2 separate regions of the Anser cygnoides genome follow, and region 1 is linked to region 2. A link is a contact called in public Hi-C data. All regions are on one chromosome and are shown on one strand. The core of a region is the stretch at or near the end of the contact, and the rest is flanking DNA. Distances in the headings are between cores, read along the strand shown.

Evidence for each region. Hi-C and Micro-C count contacts between places; a contact is called where the count stands out from the background.
Region 1: a contact with region 2 is called in a Hi-C map of liver, with 3 times the contacts expected there. The contact joins the enhancer-like site here to the promoter of PTEN in region 2. A contact is called at or near these places in 2 of 7 Hi-C or Micro-C datasets (both in liver).

Annotation. Positions count from the first base shown.
Region 1 is chr7:22,031,253-22,033,952 of Taihu_goose_T2T_genome, forward strand. No RefSeq gene overlaps it. Among named protein-coding and RNA genes, the nearest start is that of MINPP1, 11 kb to the left of the region's middle. Within about 2 kb of position 1,254, at least 1 of the 3 cell types and tissues checked has open chromatin away from gene starts, as enhancers often do. A contact at or near this core is called in liver, where this site is marked.
Region 2 is chr7:21,918,739-21,921,576 of Taihu_goose_T2T_genome, forward strand. PTEN (phosphatase and tensin homolog) reads right to left here and starts at 1,477. Exons shown (of 9, transcript XM_048069192.2): 1 at 1,214-1,477. The coding sequence starts at 1,292. It overlaps LOC125183400 (a long non-coding RNA gene), which reads left to right and starts at 2,142. Exons shown (of 2, transcript XR_010832725.1): 1 at 2,142-2,838.

The DNA of each region.
Region 1 (2,700 bases), core at 4-2,503, 110 kb after region 2:
AGAAATCTTTGTGGATGCTTCTGTACATATACAATCTGTACGTGGTGAAGAGATGCTTGATAACATAGTCAAAATCATTTTTATTCTTGGTTTCTTTCAGGGATTATGAACATGACTGTGTTTTAGTTGAAGGCCATGAGCTTTGGCTGGTCAGTTCAGTAGGCTACAGAGTGTCACAAACAGTAAGGTGTTGCTTTAAGTCATTGCTTTTATGACTGAGGAAATGATACTGGGCAGAACAGCAGTTCCTATTTCTTTTGCCTTTCTTCACATTTATCCTGATTGAACATCTGTGTTTCCTTCACGCATGTCAGAGTAAAATCTATTCTTTATGGCAGATTTCCCTCATTGGAATTCACTTTCACATTTGATATGTCAACAGCTCATGGCTGCATATTGATTTTGTAAAAACTTTTATTTAAAATGCCAGGATAATGATTTACTTTGCTTAAATATTTGTCATTGGATCCCCTTTTACTAAGACACTGACTGCACATTTTCATACACAGACATGAAATAAGGCTATTGAAATGCAGCTAGATCTGATCCTTGGCATTAGTACTACAAAATATTAGTACTGAAAACCATAATTTGGCAAGTTTCAACACTTTTACTATATGATATGATGTCACACAGTTTCACTCCATTAACATGTACACCTTGAGATTGTTCTTCAATAGATCCACGACCTGTGGCTATAGAATAAATTCACTTGCAAACTGATTTAGTATAAAAGGGAGTCTGATAACCATTTATCATAGTAAAAGGAATTCCTTAATCCACATGAAAAACAGCCACCTACAATTATCCTTCAGTAATTTAAAATGCCAGTTGAGTCCCTTTTTGACACAGAAAATATATGTCTATGTGCGCAGTGAAGATATTTAATGATCACATGTTGCATTAACTGGATAGGAAAATTAATCCCGTCCAATGTAAAAGTATGAGTATCATTAGCTGAATCAAGATGAACGTGACATTCCCGGTGGGTGACTCTATTTTGGGGAAATCATGAGGCTGGAATAAGATTAAAATAACAAATGTGACAGTTGGATCGTGTTGCTAACTGTAAAATATTCCCTCTGAAAAGGTTGCAACTTGTTCCTTTTATAACAACTCTGTTTTAGCTCCCCTATAATTTTGGACTGAGAAATTCCAGCTCAACTTTGAGGTCAAAGGAGAATGTCTTACTACAAACAGAGTTCTGTCTGTTTATGCAGAACAAATTTACAAAACAGTCTCGTTGGAAATGGTGACTTCTGCCTTCCTTACCTCACCCCTGAACTCCCAAATTACCTTTAAACTTTTCCTAATGTAAAATTCCATTGCAACATTGTGCTCAGGTTATATTTGAAAAATAAGTCAGCTGTATGCAGGCAAACCATTTGGTTGTCTCGTGGGCAATTTAAAGTCAGGCTGCTCCCTCTGTTGTCATTGTGCTTTCACTCTGATTAGTAAACACAGAAGAAAACACTTGCGTACTGCATGAGTAAAGATCCTGCCAGGGCTCTTCTGGTCACACCAAAGCTGGCAGCCTCAGTATGCTTTTGTAGCTTCCGTAGCCATCATAAGTCTTCCCGCTAATGCACAAGTATTTTCTTACTAGTTTATTTAATGTGGAGGAATGATTTTTGAATTTGAAACTATCACATTACTATAAGAGTGATTTTAAGCCCCCACGTATTCTGTGTAAGGAAAACACACTTTGCAAAAGCTTTGATGATGTCAGCTAGTGTTACAGACCTCCTCTTGGATAACTTTGCAGCGCTGACAGGCTTTATTTCCCAAATGAAAGCAGTCTGCCCTGCAGCATTTGACTCCTGTGTGGATATTGGCACTTGGCTCCTGAAGCTGCTGTGAGCAAGGCAGGTAGAGTCAAGGAGCCCATTAAAGTACGTGTGGTCTGAACAAGGGCTAATTCACTACCAAGAATAACTTTGAACTGACACAGAAAGTCAGCGCTTCTTCTTGGCATGGGAAAGCTGCTTAATTCTTCCAGGACCTTAGAGCGTGTTATTTTTAGATGAAAATAATCATGGGCTGTTAAGCACAAAGAGAACCTGAGACACAGAGAAGCCCTGCGGCACCGTGCATGGTGCTGGGAAAGTCTCACTGCAGCAGTTTTACACTGGTGTAGACGTATGAGACTTCACGTCTGGCGCTGTATGGCCATTCCTGCACAAACTAGACACGCTTGTGTCACCCAGGAATGACAAATTGCCATTTCCAATTTCCAATTACCCTTTCTCAATTGATTTGGAAACAAAAATGTGAGCTATTTCTGGAGACAGAAAGGAGACATTAGGAGTCAGCAGAATTGCTTCAGTTTGTTCTTTGTTCTCCGTGGAAATGGCTATCTTACCCATATACAGTTCTGTTTTCGAAGGGGAGGAGAAAAGGATCTGTTCTAAGCCATTTTCTAGAAATAGCTAAGGGCAGCTAGATCCCTGATGACAGAGCTGGTACTGAAGTCCTTGTACTTGAACTGAAGGCATCAGCAAAGCAGACCAACACTGAAAAATACTTTGTCATTGCCAGAAGTATTACAATTCTGAGCCACATTTTCAGAGGAGATGAATCAGGTGAGTCAGCTGAGAGAGAGCACTGTGGCATGGGGACCTCGCAGGAGTGCCAGGCCAGAACCCGCCAAACTTCCCAAAGGACAACTTCAGGACAGATGACAGTTCAATACACAGATTT
Region 2 (2,838 bases), core at 227-2,726:
AAGTCTAAAACTACGTTTTATCAACACCACAAACAGAATGCAAGAATTACGTAGCAGAGAGGGCGCTTCCTAACTAAAAGCTCGGCAGTAGCCTGCTGAAGTCAAGAACCTTTCAGGCCCTTTTGAAGCCACCAACACATTAGGCCAAGCATCAACGTAACAGCTCGAGCTCTGTGCTAGTGACTGCAGTAATTGGTGCTGATCCTGTCCAGGAACCGGGTTGTATTTGTAGCATCTGCTATGAGTTCTGAAAAACAGTAATTTTCACCCTGGCCTTGCTGTCGAGCAGCAAGCTCTCTTTCTAGAGCGCTTGTCAGAATCACGGAAGGGCTGGAAGGGATCCACGAGGACTGCCAGGCCTAACTCCCAGCTCCGCACACGGCCACCCAAAAATCAAACTCTAAGCCCAGGTCTGCATACTACTATCATTTTTCCCAGGATGGCTCTAACTTTCAGGCACAGTTCCTATTCTTACACCAAAACCTCTCAAGTACAATAATGAACCTTCTACACCACGAAGACTGCTACAGCCACAGCACAGCCCCTGCACGCCATTAACTCTGCATGGCGTTTGGAGCTCAACATCTGCCTGCTGCTGCTACTGCACATCTGTTCCAAAGGCCACCAAAGCAACACACTAGCAAGGCTTCTCCACAGTTTGACTCATTAGTCATAATTGCACACTAAGAACATATTCCGGAATCACACTCCTCGCAATCCTCTTCAACAAGACTCAGTGCGTTCTCGTTTGTAATACATCCTGGTGCTTACTGCAGCTGAGATTATGCCAAAGCACGGTTTACATGTCACGGTAGGAAAGTAAGGTTTTTTTTTTTTTTTAACTTTAATTTAAGCCCATTCCTTGCGATTGAGACCTTCGCTCCATCTGACTGAGACCAAGGGCTCGCTCTGCCTGGCCGAGGGCGCAGGACCCAGGCTTCGCCCCTCCTGCCACACGGCCGGCAGCGACCCGAGCGGGGCCGAGGGCCCCCGCCGCCCGCCCCTGCGGCTCCGCTCGGCGGGGAACGGCGCCGGGCCCCCCGGCGGGCCGCAGCTCCGGGGGGTCCGCCCGGCCCCGACAAAAGGCGGCCGAGGCGCGGCGGGGAGGGCGCAGCGGCCCCGGGAAGCGCGTTAGGTAACCGCGGCGCGGGTCTGATGCAATAGCTCGCCGCGCACCGCTCGCCGTCGGGCTCCGGCGGCGCCGGGAGGATACAGGTCAGGTCCAGGTCGAAGCCATCCTCCTGGTAGCGCCTTTTGTTCCTGCTGACGATCTCTTTGATGATGGCGGTCATGTCTGGCAGCCGGGGGCCGCTCCGGGACAGCGCGCAGAGGCCGGGCGGCGGCGGCGGGGCGCGGGGCCGGGCGGCGGCGGAGGGCCGGCGGCCGCCGGGCAGCCCCGGGCGCGGGGCCTGCTGCTGCCGCGGCTCAGCCCCGGCTGGGCCCGCCTCCCCCCGCGGCGGCGGCGGCGGCTCCCGGCAGCGGCGGCGGCTGCCCCCCCCCCCTCCTCCTCCTCCTCCTCCTCCTCCTCCTGCCGGGGCGGGAGCGGCGGCGGCGGCCGAGCAGGGAGGCTTCGGGGCCGGGCCGAGTCCCTGAGGGAGCCGCCGCCGCCGCCGCCGTCTTTGAGGCGAGCGCGGCGGAGGCGGAGAGAGCAGCTCTCCGGCGCTCCGGGCCCCAGCAATGGTGACAGCGGCGCGGGGCGCCCCCCCGGCCCGGCCCCGCTCCGCCCCGCTCCGCTCCCCGCCCGGGGCGGCGGCGGCGGCAGCGGCGGCGGCGGGGGGCCCGGAGCCGCGCGGTGGGGCCGGGCGGGCGGGCGGGCGCTCGGCGGGGCGGCGGCGGCTCCTCAGGGCGTGCGGGCCGGCAGCGCGGCCTGGCTCATCCCCCGCGCCCAGCAGCGCCGCGCCAGCGCTAGGCTCCCATCATGGCTGCAGCTTCCGAGAGGGGACGCGCCGCCGCGCTGCCGCCCCGCCCCCTCCGCCGCCGCCGCCGCCGCCGCCCCGGAAAAGTAGTCCCGCCGCCCCGCCGCCGCATCGCCGCCCCGCCGCCCGCGCCCGGCCCCAGCCGCGCCGCGCCGCTCCTCCGCCCCCCTCCCCTCCCTCTCTCTCTCGCCGCCGCCGCCGCCGCCGCCGCCCCGCGGGGGCCGAGCCCGCGGCGGGCGGAGGGATACGGGCGGCGCGAGGTGTGAGCCGCCGCGCAGAGCGGCGGTGCTGCGACCCGTCACGTGGGCGGCCCGCTGCGCTCGCCGCGGCCCCTCCCCCTCCCGCGGCCGGAAGTGGCCGGGCCGGGCCGGGCCGGGCCGGGAGTCGAGGTGGGGGCGGGCGGTGCCGGGCGGAGCTCCCCGCCGCCGCTCGGCCTGGGGCGGCCCTCGCGCCTCGCACGGGCCCCTGAGGGAGCCCCGCGGGCGGCGAGAAGCTCCCCCGCGGCCGTCCGGGCTCGCTCCGAGCTGCCGCCTCCGCCCGGCGTGGTGCGCGAGCGCCTGCTGCCCCCTGCAGCCTCCCCGGCCCCGGGGGAGCGGGGGGCCGCTGGCCCCGGCGTGCTTCCTGCGCCGGGGTCTGCAGCCGCTGGAACCGGGGCTGCCGGGGGGACGTCTCTCGTTGTTAGTGCCCGCTCGTGGGCGTCTTGCCTCCGAGGCTGTCGCCTTTTTGGCCCTGCTGGTCCTGTCTGCCGCCGGCACCTGCAGCAGCAGCAAGCTCCAGAAGCTCGCTCCCCGCTACGCAAAGAAGTGCTTTAGGCTGGTCCTCCGGTAGTTTCCTTACGAGACCTCTATTTAGTACTGCAAGACTGGGTGAATGCTTCAGTTAATGCATTCGGCTTACCCGCTGCCTTAATGCTGTGAATACA